Regions from separate parts of the Sus scrofa genome. Here region 2 is linked to region 1. Evidence: chromatin contacts called from public Hi-C data. All regions are on one chromosome and are shown on one strand. The core of a region is the stretch at or near the end of the contact, and the rest is flanking DNA. Distances in the headings are between cores, read along the strand shown.

The links. Hi-C and Micro-C count contacts between places; a contact is called where the count stands out from the background.
Region 2: a contact with region 1 is called in a Hi-C map of epiblast stem cells, with 2.0 times the contacts expected there. The contact joins the enhancer-like site here to the promoter of WDR46 in region 1. A contact is called at or near these places in 7 of 47 Hi-C or Micro-C datasets (epiblast stem cells, heart right ventricle, liver and 3 more) and 1 of 2 datasets of contacts at active chromatin or transcription factors (skeletal muscle).

The regions. Positions count from the first base shown.
Region 1 is chr7:29,650,452-29,656,897 of Sscrofa11.1, reverse strand. WDR46 (WD repeat-containing protein 46) reads left to right here and starts at 3,331. Exons shown (of 15, transcript XM_005665882.3): 1 at 3,331-3,718; 2 at 3,814-4,029; 3 at 4,139-4,219; 4 at 4,350-4,462; 5 at 4,586-4,673; 6 at 4,809-4,870; 7 at 5,140-5,244; 8 at 5,366-5,516; 9 at 5,633-5,768; 10 at 5,958-6,057. The coding sequence starts at 3,518. It overlaps PFDN6 (prefoldin subunit 6), which reads right to left and starts at 3,219. Exons shown (of 5, transcript NM_001185179.1): 1 at 3,207-3,219; 2 at 2,911-3,056; 3 at 2,644-2,714; 4 at 2,437-2,561; 5 at 1,953-2,183. The coding sequence starts at 2,974. The coding sequence ends at 2,054. It overlaps RGL2 (ral guanine nucleotide dissociation stimulator like 2), which reads left to right. Exons shown (of 19, transcript NM_001184893.1): 18 at 340-454; 19 at 556-1,368. The coding sequence ends at 755.
Region 2 is chr7:29,733,920-29,739,485 of Sscrofa11.1, reverse strand. SYNGAP1 (ras/Rap GTPase-activating protein SynGAP) reads right to left here. Exons shown (of 21, transcript XM_003128342.5): 4 at 4,152-4,243; 5 at 3,598-3,719; 6 at 1,928-2,081; 7 at 1,618-1,716. Among named protein-coding and RNA genes, the nearest start is that of SYNGAP1, 13 kb to the right of the region's middle. Within about 2 kb of position 4,120, at least 37 of the 83 cell types and tissues checked have an H3K27ac peak or open chromatin away from gene starts, as enhancers often do. A contact at or near this core is called in epiblast stem cells, retroperitoneal adipose tissue and subcutaneous adipose tissue, where this site is marked.

The DNA.
Region 1 (6,446 bases), core at 2,082-4,581:
TTCAAGAACCAAGCGGGAGGAAGGTTTTGGTTTTCACTGACCCTTGGTTTTAGCGGCCATGTTTTATTCAGAAGGTTACTTTGCATTAGCTGCTGCACCTGAGCTTCCAGAGGCTGTTAGGTTTTCAGAGCCAACAGCAATCTCTGCACAGGGAACAGCCCTGAAAGCATGTGGGCTGGCAGGTGCAGCACAGGGGCCACCACAGAGGGCTGTCCTGTTTACTCGAAGGGCTTGGACAGGTAGCCTTTTCTGGTTGGGATCGCTGGCTATGGTTGGGAAGATGGAAAGCAAAGGTCATCATGGCCAATTTACTGCCCTTTTGGTCTGCTGTCCTGCCAGGTAACAAGCCAGGACAAAGCTCCAAGTGTCATCAGTCGTGTCCTTAAGAAAAACAATCGTGATTCTGCAGTGGCTTCAGAGTATGAGCTGGTGCAGCTGCTACCAGGGGAGCGAGGTCAGAGGCTGGGGGCAGGGGAGCGGTGCTGTGGTGGGGTGCTTCCTCACCCCCCCATCCCTTCCCGGGGCTGTGCCTGACACCCCTTTTGGAACCTCCAGAGCTGACCATCCCCGCCTCGGCCAACGTCTTCTACGCCATGGATGGTGCGTCCCACGATTTCCTCCTGCGGCAGCGGCGCAGGCCCTCTACTGCTACGCTGGGCCCCTCTGCCTCGGGGACGCCCCCGAGCGCGGGGGGAGGGGGCTCCTTCCCCAGGATCAAAGCCACGGGGAGGAAGATTGCCCGGGCACTGTTCTGAGGGGAGAGCCTCGGCTCACAGAACTCACTGCGGCCATACCAGACGGGGGCGCTACGTTGGGAGAAAATCCAGCAAGGCGGCCAACTACCCTGGGGCAGTGAAGTGCTGCCAGGTTACCAGGCAGCCAAGACCCAGCCTGTGGGACTGGTCACCTCGGATCCCAAGGTGGACAACCTGTGTGTAGCTCTTCCCGATTTCCAAAAGTGTGGCACACAGCTGGTTCCTGACACCTGGCCACACCCTCGCATGCCCAGGCCCAAGAAGGGCCTAGAAGTGGGAGAAGGGAAAAGCCTAGAGGCTCTGAGCCCCAGGCAAAGGGAATGGCAAGTAGGAGTTCCTTTTCCTGCTCTAGGGATTCCTGTCACTGTGACAACACTAATAAACCAAAACACTACCTGAATTCTATTCCTTGCAGCGTGGGCCACTGATGCTGCGGGGGCGGGGGCAGGGGGGCAGGCTGAGAGTGGATACTGTGGAATAAGAGGGGCTGTGTTTTCCGTCCATGAAGAGCTGAAAGCGAGGAGCTGCTGGAGATGGTCTCCTCAGTATGGTTTCTGCCTCCCTGGCAACCTCTCCATCCCTTTATTTGCTCTTAAACTTTTCTCCTCAGCTGTTACAAAACCTTGTCAAGTTCTAGCCACCTGATTAAAGTGATCCGTGCAAAAACCCCCACACCTGTGAATGTGTAAGAAACAATTTGAGGACAAAGAAACGGAAGAACAACATTGTGGACAACGTATAAACATGGAGGACGTATGATATCAGAGCGTTAGGTGTTGAGATTTTAAATCAGTTTAAGCTACATTCAAGCAAATTCTAAGAAAAAAAGACTAAAACGAATTAGAGGGATGCCAGGGCTATTTTGAAGATGATGGGAAATCAGCAGGGAGGGTCCCCATGTTTCATTCTGGGGTCACAGCTTAGAAAATTCTGAGTTCAATTAAACTCACTTTACCCAAAACCACTGCATTGCAAATGCCCTTCTCATGTTTCCAACCAGGATAATGGAGACCTAAGGGCTGCATATACAGGAAAAATGAGATTTGAGATATTTCATATTTCAGTCTCAATAAAGAAGGCTTACTCGGCCTCAGAGTGCCCAGTTGCAAGAGTCTGGACCTGAGGGAGTCACAGAAGCGATAAACATATAAGGGGAGAAGGGACCAGGGGAAAAGGTGGAGATGATTACAACAGAAGTGGCTGGTGAGAAAACAGCCAGGTGTTTTCACATTTTATTCACTACAGTAGAGACCCTTGAGCTGCCTCATTCCCACCCCCTCCCTCCCCCCTCCACAGGGTCAGGCCTTCCCAGGAGCCCCTGCCTTGGCTGCCTGGGCCCGCTGGAACTCCTGCTGCAGCTGAGCCAGGGTCTCCCTCTGTTGCTCTGACTGGCGCTCCAGTTCCCGGAGTTGGGATTCGTATCGCTTACTGAGGAAGACAGAACACCAAAAACGGTGAGGTCTTAATGAGACTTACTGCTGAGGATGCTGAAGGCAGGAAGGAGATTGGTGGGGAACGTGAGATCCAAGGGAGGGAGGAGAAGAGGGGTTAAAAGGAAAGCGGCTGGAGGAACTGGGTGGTGGTGGTGGTGGGAACAGCTCTGGAAGCTACTCTACAAGGCTTTCTCAACACGTCTTCCACCGTGGCATGTCTGTCAGAAGGTGCTGGAACAAAGACTCACATTTCAGCTGTGATGTAGTCCAGCCTTTTCCCCACTGTGGCTCGAGCCTCTCCCAGCTCCTGTTTGACCAGCACGGGACCCAGAAGTTTAAAGACCACGTTGGATCCATCCAGCAGGGCCAGTTCCTGATGGAGGGGCAGGACATCTGTGATCAGAAACATTGCCAGGACAAGTTCCCTCCTCGCCCCACAAATCCTGTGCTCTCACCTCCTTCACGATATTATTTTCTGTTAGTTGTGCTTCTAGTTTCTGCCTCCCTGACATGGACTTACTCAAGTCTGGCGGGTGGGAGGGAAGACTTGATTAAAGACATCAGATATGCCACCCAATCCCTACCGTCCTGGTGAGAAATGGAGCGACAAGGACGGGAACACCATGGAGGTGGGGAAGGGGCACGGGTGGGATGGAGAGGGGCAGGACGCATCTTGTAAGGCTTCGGGTAGTGAGAGAACCGGGACAACCCCGTTCCCCTACCCTTCTGTAGCTGTTGATATTTCTCCACTTCTCCCTGTAGCTTCTTCTGGATCAGCTCAGCCATGGCGAGGACGAAACTCCGCGGGAAGAGGGAGAGGGGCGCTGGGTTGCACACTCTGGAAGGTACCCGAGCTCCCCTTTCCGGCCTGCGGAAATGACAGCCCTCTTGAGAAGCAGCCCCTCGGGGCACCGCAGTCTCCCCCCGTCCGAGATATCGACTCCACCCCTGCTCTAGGCGGCAGCGGGGGAAAAGAGACCCCAGAGCCCTCAACCGAACGCCTGCTCTATCTACTCACGTTCTTCTTTCAGTGTTGGTGAACCCGGAAGTAAACAGAGAATGCTGGGAAGAGACGGCGCCGGAAGCTCTCGTCTGACGCATGCCGGGAACTGTAGTTCTCACTTGTTAGACGAGTGGCGTTTTTCTAAAAGGCTGGACTCGGAACGTTCTAGGCAACATGCGGAAACGAAGCTGGAAAAAGGAACTGCACAGTCAACTTGAGTCCTGGCTCCGGACCACCTCTCTTTCATTACTCAAGCATAAACTGCCTCACGGGGGCGGGGCCAAGGTCTGCCCCCCACCTCACTGGAGAGAGCGCCCTCACCCAAGATGGCGCCTCGAGGGCTTCGAACCTGGGGCGGAGCTGATTGGATGAGGGCCGGAAGACTTCCGGGAGTTTTCAATCCGACTGTGGGACAGCTGAGAGGAGTTTGCACGTGTGTCGCGGTTCGGGTGGGCTTGATGGAGACAGCCCCCAAGCCTGGCAGTGATGTCCCGCCCAAGAAGGACAGACTTCAGGCCAAGAGAAAGGTAGAGACCTCCTTGGGTTGAAAGGAAAGTTTTTGGCTGAGGGGTTGGAGGGGCGGGGAGGAGGCAGCGGAATATCAGGGGTCCTGATCTGCCAGCAGAAACCTCGGCGATACTGGGAGGAAGAGACCGCTCCGACAGCTGCCGGAGCCTCTCCGGGTCCCCCTCGTAAACAGAAGAAGAATCGAGAGGCCCGCCCTCAGAAGCCAAAGAACGCTCCCATCCAAAAGAAGTCTCGGTTCCCCAAGAAGCCCCAGGTCCCAAAGAAATCCCAAGAATGGAGGAGTCCAGGCCCTCAGCGGAGCTTGTCTGGGGTGAGCCTGGGACCTTATACGGTGGCGAGGCAAGTCTCCTCGTGCTTTGAGGGTACGAGAGTTGGGATCAACCCGAGCCTGTTTACTAATTGCCCCATTCCTGTCCCAGGCCCAGGACCCGTTTGCAGGCCCCGCCCCTGTCCCTGTGGAGGTAGTTCGAAAGTTCCGTCGCATCGACAAATCCAAAAAGGTGAGAACCGGTCGGAGAGTGGGGAGGAGTTGCAGGCAGGGAGTGTCTGGGTGAGCTGGATGGAGGCGCGGTCAGGTGGCTCTCCTGTAACCCCCATACTCGCCCATTCCTCTCCCACCAATGATTGTAGCTGCCCCGTTCCAAGTCCAAAGCCCAAAGCCGGCTTGATGCTGCTGAAGCTGAGGAAGAGGAAATAAGCGTCAAAGCTGCTCGTTCTGAGCTGCTGCTGGCTGAGGAACCTGGGTAAGTGGACCGTAATGTGGGCCTCCCCAGCTCCTGGTTTATGAGGCTCTCATTTCTCACTTTTATGTTGATACACTGACTTCACATCGGAAAGCTGAATGCAACCCTGACATTCACTGGCAGGTTTCTGGAAGGTGAGGATGGGGAGGACACAGCAAGGATACGCCAGGCTGACATCGCAGAGGCTGTGGATATTGCAAGTGCAGCCAAGGTGAGCCTGAGGGTGTAAAAGGATCCAGCGGGCTGACTGGGGTGCAGAGCAGGATGGAAGTGGGGCTAGAAGAAAATATTACTGAAGGGACCCAATTTTTTTCTTTCTTTTTTTCTCCGCTATTCCCTTTTCCAGCACTTTGACTTGAACTTGAGGCAGTTTGGACCCTACAGGCTGAATTACTCTCGAACAGGGAGGTAAGGTTGACTTCCAGTGATTTGAACTAGGGTGTGGTTGAGTCTCCTTCATTGCTGCAGCCTTGCCCACCCCTGACGCGTTGTGTGCATGTTTGGGTGTGTATATACCTATGTGTACATACATGAGCGTACATTTGGGCTGTTGATGTGGGAGACTCTTGTGACCTGCTCGCGTGTGAGGGTGAGCGTGGAGGGAAGCTGGTGAGGGCAGACCTCAGAGGCAGGGTGCTCCCTGTACTGACACCCTGCCTGTCCTCCACCTCCAACAGGCACCTGGCTTTGGGAGGGCGACGGGGTCATGTGGCCGCCCTCGACTGGGTGACAAAGAAGCTTATGTGCGAGATCAACGTCATGGAGGCGGTGCGGGACATCCGGTCCGTGGGCTCTGGTGGTGGTGGTGGTGATGGCGGCGGCGGTGGGTGGTGAGACAGCCCATCCCCGACTGAGTGACTGCCAGTGACTCTCTGTCACCCCCACCACTCCTGCTCCTCCTAGGTTTCTGCACTCAGAGGCACTGCTTGCTGTTGCTCAGAACCGTTGGCTTCACATTTACGACAACCAGGGCATCGAGCTCCATTGCGTCCGCCGCTGTGACCGCATCACCCGGCTTGAGTTCCTGCCCTTCCACTTCCTCCTGGCCACGGCTGTGAGTGGCTGTGGAGCACAGGGCCGGGGTGGCAGCCCCCCATGAAGACTGATCCTCCCCTGGGACCCAGTAGAGGGAGCCCAGTGGGCAGCTGGGACTCATCCTTTCTCTCTCAGTCAGAGACAGGGTTTCTGACCTACTTGGACGTGTCAGTGGGCAAGATCGTGGCAGCTCTGAACGCCCGGGCTGGACGGCTCGACGTCATGACCCAGAACCCTTACAATGCCATCGTCCACCTCGGACACAGCAACGGTCGGTCCTTGGCTGAATCTTGATCGTCCTCCTGACCTGCTGTTCTAGATTTGTACTTAACAAGTCCCCGAAACTCAAACTGCCCCTTTACTTTCCTCTCGTGTTACCTCTTGGCCTCCAGTCCCCTCTTTCCCCAGTTTAGTTGCCTCAGCGCCCTCTTAGTAACTTGAGCTCTTCTCTGATATCCAGGGACTGTGTCTTTATGGAGCCCTGCAGTGAAGGAACCGCTGGCAAAGATTCTGTGTCACCGCGGTGGGGTGCGGGCCGTGGCAGTCGATCCTACAGGCACGTAAGTCACTTGTTTGGTGTGAGGTGCTGGGGGGCGTGGCCACAGTGGGTCAGAAAGAACTAGAAGGCAGTGTACCTCTAGAGCACAGACTCTGTAGCTAAGCTGCTTCGGCTTAAATTCTGGTGACCGCTGACCAGCCATGCTGGTGACCTCAGTGACCATACACTTTCCTCACCCTGAGAGGGGGGACATGAGTGTCCAACTCAGGAGTCAGAAAACCTTTTCTTTTTTTTTTTTTTTTTTTTTTTTTTTTACCATTTCTTGGGCCGCTCTCTCGGCATATGGAGGTTCCCAGGCTAGGGGTCAAATCGGAGCTGTAGCTGCCGGCCTAGTCCAGAGCCACAAAACACAGGATCCGAGCTGGGTCTCTCGACCTACACCACAGCTCA
Region 2 (5,566 bases), core at 2,871-5,370, 82 kb before region 1:
ACAACAACACCAGAATCCTAACCCACTGCACTGGGTTGGGGATCGAGCCCATGCCTCAGCAGTGACCCGAGTCGATGCAATGACAATGCCGGATCCTTAAGCCACTGTACCATAGCGGGACTTGTCTGTTGTCTTAAGCAGCCCAGTTTGTGAAGATGTGTTACAGCGGCTACAGGAAATTGATACAAAAGGGTTGTTCATACACGAGACAACACACTTAACATTGGGGAAAATTATAAAAGCTAGAGCATAAACCAAAAACATTAAGGTAGAATTTGGACAGGAGAACTGAGGAGTCCTTCAAACACAATCAGAAATTAATCACCAAAAAAAAAAAAAAAAAAAAGAGTTCCCGGTGTGGCTCAGTGGTAAAGGAATCTGACTAGGAACCATGAGGTTGCAGGTTTGGTCCCTGGCCTAGCTCTGTGGGTTAAGAATCCGGCATTGCCGTGAGCTGTGGTGTAGGTCGAAGACACGGCTTGGATCCCGCGTTGCTGTGACTCTGGCATAGGCCAGGGGCTACAGCTCCGATTAGACCCCTAGCCTGGGAACCTCCACATGCCACGGGTACAGCCCTAGAAAAGGCAAAAAAGACAAACAAAAACCCAAAAAAACAAAAACACAAACAAAACAACTGCATAAATGCAGAAGATGAGACTATGTAGTTAGTGGGAAAAGGGCCTAAGGGGTTACAATCGAACACAAGTTCCTCTGAAGCTCAAGTCGCAATGGGAAAGGAGTGTGTTGCTTGGACTCCATGAGGGGTAGGCTGCAGCCAGCATCTTGGGTCTAGTTTTTAAGAAGGACGATGACAAACAAGGGTTCCCACAGAGGAGGGTCACCAGGCCTGTGAGCCCACTGGAAACTGGGCAACAGAGAACAGCTGACAGACTGGGAACACTTCTCCTGGGAAGTAGAAGTCCAGGGAAGGACATAGACTCACAGAATTTTTGAGCCAAAGGGACTTTTTATTTTTTTTTCTTTTTATGGCTGCACTTGCAGCATATAGAAGTTCCCAGGCTAGGGGCCGAATTGGAGCTGCAGCTTCCGGCCTACAACACAGCCGCAGCCACGCCAGATCCCAGCTGCATCTGTGAGCTAAACTGCAGTTCACAGCAACAACGGATCCTTAACCCACTGAGCAAGGCCAGGGATTAAAACCACATTCTCAGGGATACTAGTCAGGTTCTTAACCTTCTGAACCACAATAAGAACTCCAAGCCAAAGGGATTTCAGAAGTCATCAGTTCAACCCCAATGGCAGCAGTCTTACAGAGGGAACCAAGGTCTACAGACGAGGCTAACTGATGGCTCTGCGTGTCCTGCAGAAACACTGCAAGCAGGGGCTGGAGGGCCGCCTGTCCGGGTAGTAGTGGGACACCCCTGCTTGCAGGGGGAACAGACCAGAGGGCTCCCAGAGCCCCAGCCACTTTAAGTCTATGATTTCTAAGGCAGAAAAACAGATCCTAAGGAAGAAAGAAGGGGAAAAGAAACAGGGCCTCAGAGACAAATGGGGGTCTCCTGCTCACCCAAGTACCCACCTGGGTCCTCTCCCCACCCCGGGCCCCCAGCTTCTCCTGTAGCTTGACCTTCACCTTGTCTCCTTTATTCCCAGTACCTTGTTGGGTTTTACTGCCCGCTGTAGATTCTCGATCCATTTGTCCCTTTCGGCCGCAGAACGACAGGCAAAACATTTCGTTCCTGATGACGTGGTTACCTAGAGAGGGTGTAGATGGGCTGAGATGGGCTCCAGAGGGAAGGGGACTCCTACGGACTGAGACCAACAACCGTCTCCTCCCTGGCCTATGGTCCTTTCTCCCAGCCCCAGAGGTGTCTGCTTCCTTGACTTCCCAACCTAGGCTGCTCCCTCTGTTCTCACCCTACATGACCCCTGCCCCTTGACCTTCCCCAGCCCTCTACACCCATACCTCAAAACAGAACTCCTGGCCCAGGATGGAGCTATGCACTGGCTTGATGATGGAGTCTTCATCCAAGTTGAGCTCCAAGGCCTCGGCAGCGCTGCTGGGACTCAGCAAGGACTCATGGGAGTGTGACTCCTTAAAGCTCTGCATCAGCCGGGCCCTGGGTGGCAAGAGGGGTCCAGGAGGAAGGTCAGGGCCCCAGGCTGCTTGCACACCTAGAGGCCTGCATCACCAGCCTGCCTCTGGGCTGGAGACCCGGGGAAAGGGCCTGCCAGACTCACTGGAACCCACATGGACCCTGACACCAACAGGCCAGAGAAGCCCAGCCCACCCCTGGGGAAGGACACAAGAGATGTGCGAGTCACCAGAGCCCTTTGAGAAAGCCCCTTCCCTCAGCTCGGCGCCTGAGCGGCTGTGCAGCCTGGGGACCCTGAGAACTACCTCAACCCAAAAACGGACCAGAGCTGAACAAAGAGAGCAGGCGGGCCTCAGACTCTAGGTGACCCTAGGTGACTCTAGGTGACCCTCCCAAACCAGAGCCTCAGTACAAGAGGGAAGTAAAGCACAAGAAGCACAGAGACAGACGTCTGTCTGGGCCTGGCACGCAGGCAGTGCCTAACAAGCACTTTGTGGATCAAAGAATGAGTGAGCCAAGACGACAAGTTTTGGCAGAATCAAGGGAGAGAATGAGGGAAAAATCCCAGGAAACAGGAGAAGGCTGTGGGCAGAAGACTGAGGATGGAGACAATGGGCTGAAAACGGGGACTGGGGCATGGAGACAGGCAGGGCAGAAGGAGAAGAAGAGGGGGGAAGGTCTGGGCAGAAAGACCCCAGGAGGCAGGTGGGGGCAAGAGGGCAGGGTACAGGCCACAGGCTAGTGAGCGGCAAGGAGGAGGCCAGGGGATGAAGAGTAAGAGCAGAGGAAAGCAAGCGGGAGGGGGAGCTCGGGTGTGGGAGCCTCCGTGAGGCTATTTATAGCAGCCCCGTCATCATCGGGCTCTGTTGCCGTCAGCGCCACGCTCCCCCGGCCCCCCGCCCCCGCGGCCAGGAATACCAGGCCCTCACCCCCCGACGCCGGCCCCAACCCAGCTCGGTGCCAGGAGGGGGAGGGGACGGGTGACTCACCGACCCCAACCTCCCTACCTGCCCAGTCCCAGGGGAAACAAAGGATGAGGTTCTCCCTGGGGAGGCCCTGGTGGAGGGGGACCCAAAGAGGGACCCCAAGAAGCAGACCACAGAGGCCCAGCCTTGGAGACAGTGCCCTCTGGACTTCTCTGAGGGTACCCGCCTCCCTCCACCAGGGCTGGCAAGCTCACACCTGTGCTGCCTCCCCTTCCCGGTCCTGCTCCATTAACACCTGCCCTCCGCACCCCAACCTGCTGTCCTTCCCTCTGCCTCGACCACACCGCTCCCTCCTACCAAACCAGGTTCCTTTGCTGTCCCCTCCTTCCATCCTGGGCAGGAGCCCACCTCGTGGGCCAGAAGAGGCCTTTGGCTTCCCCTTCATCCCTTCCTGCCTGCACCCTGCCCCCCCCCAACCCGTGGCCCCTGCCCCCAGCACCTCTCGTAACACCTCTCAGTCCATCTGAAGCCTTCGCTATGCCCTCAGATAACCCCTGTCCACCAATCTCACTCCAGCTCCCCTGCAACCAACTCCATGGGATCCAGCTCCTCACCGGTCATGGTCAGCACTTCGAAAGCGAGGCAGGATCTGTCGAAAGCTGCTGGTCCGGTCAAGTTTGGGTTGTGACTTCGTGCGTTTGATAGAGCTTTTTAGCCTCCGGCTCAGGAAGCCTTGCTAGGAGGGGGAGAAAAGGGGAGAGGGGTGGATTGGGACAGGGTCACCCCTCAGTTGCTAGAGTCCCTGGGCGAAGATGGAATGGGGAAAAGGAAAGTCTCCAGAGACGAGGAAAGGGGGACAAGAGCCTTGCTACCAATTTGTCTTCCTTTGCTCCCAAGGGTGTGTGCGCACGAGCGCGCGCACACACGCGCACGCACGCACACACACACACACACACACACACACACACACACACCAGCCAGGAGAAGGTGGGAGGGCTGGTCTGGGGGGGGGCAGGGCCAAGGAGGGGGAAACCAAAGAGGTGGGGACACACGCTCTCATACACTCTCTCTCTCCCCCTCCTGCCCCGGCTCAAAATCCCTAGGCTCCAGCTGCGGCTGGAGGGGAGGGGACCCAGCTGAGCCACATCTGGCAGGCACCTTCACTCACCGAGGGCCGGAAGGGTGCGGCGGGGGCGGCCTCCATGCTGTACTGCTTCCCCCCTGGGACGCTCTTCCTCCTCGAGCGACCCAAGTGGTATTCTGGGGGGGGGGTTGGGGAGGGGGCGCTGTTAGCCCAGGTTTCCAGCCCCGGCCCGCACGGACATGCGCCCACCTCCCCCTGTGCCTCAGCTCCAGCCTCACCTACCCCCCGGAAAGCAGCAGGAAGAGCAGCGGCGGCGGAGAGGCTGGCGGCGGGAAGGAGGGGGCAAGGAACCCGAGCCGGAGCCCCCGGAGGGGGACGGGGTGGGAGGCCTTAGGCCCATGGCTGGGGCTGGGGCTAGCCGTCAGCAAAGGGTCATGGCTGAGAGGAGCACTAAAACTCCAGGCATAAAGGACACCGGAGAGCCACCAGTTCTAGGTCCTTAGTGCCCACCCCCCAGGAAAGGGCCAGCTGGGGGGGGTAGGTTAAAGGTCATTGACCAGAGGCAGGCTCTCCTCCTCCCTCGGTGGGCACTCCTTCCACCTGTCCCCGCTTCTGGAACCCCTGTCAGTCTGGAGGGCCAGGGCTGCCTCCCATGACCCCCTCCCTGGGTTGGAGGGGCAAGTCTGAGAAGGGACCAGTGAGGAGTGGAAGCGGAAGCCAGGGACAGAAAATTCAAGGAAGGGGCTGGGGGGAGGGGAGAAGGGCTGGCTCCACGTGCACTGCAGTGGCAGGGGCTCTGAAGGGAAGGGGGGGAAGGGGACAGATAAGAATGCAGGGGAGTGGGCAGGGAGTGGGGAGGACAGGTAGTGGGGGCTCCGGGGACTCCCAGGTGAAGGTGGGGGGGGAGGGGGGGCGATGAAGGCCCCTGGAGCCCGGCCTGCCTGCCCAGGGCCTAGGGGATGGCCGCCGGGAGGAGGAGAAGGGGAGCGGAAGCTATGCTGCCAGGGGATTTAGGGGGGAAGGGGGGCTAGAGGAGCTGGGGGCTAGAGGAGCATGGAAGTGGGGGGATGCCACGCTCCGGCTCCAGCTTCAGAATGGCTGCCCAGGCCTGGGCTCCCCCTCAGCCCCACAGTCACCACTGCAGCCAATGGGGGGGCAGGTGCTGCATCAGGGGCGGGGCTACCATCTCCAAGGCAACGAGAAGCTACAGGCTGGGGTGGGGGAACCGGAAGAGCTGCCTGTTAACCCTTTAGTTTCCAGAGCAAGGGAGGGCCACAGCTACATGATCACTGACTGCTTCCAGAACAGCAAATTGCCCTAGAATCAGTCCCCAGCTTCCCTAGGCCTCTAAAACCCAGGAGCTAGGAGGTCCACATGCAGAACTGTGGGCCCCATGACACAGGAGCCCCTCAAGAACACATGTGTAGAGCCAGAAACACACACTGAGCTTCGGTGGTATGTGTGCATGAGAGCCACGACATGGTGCTTATGAGACATAC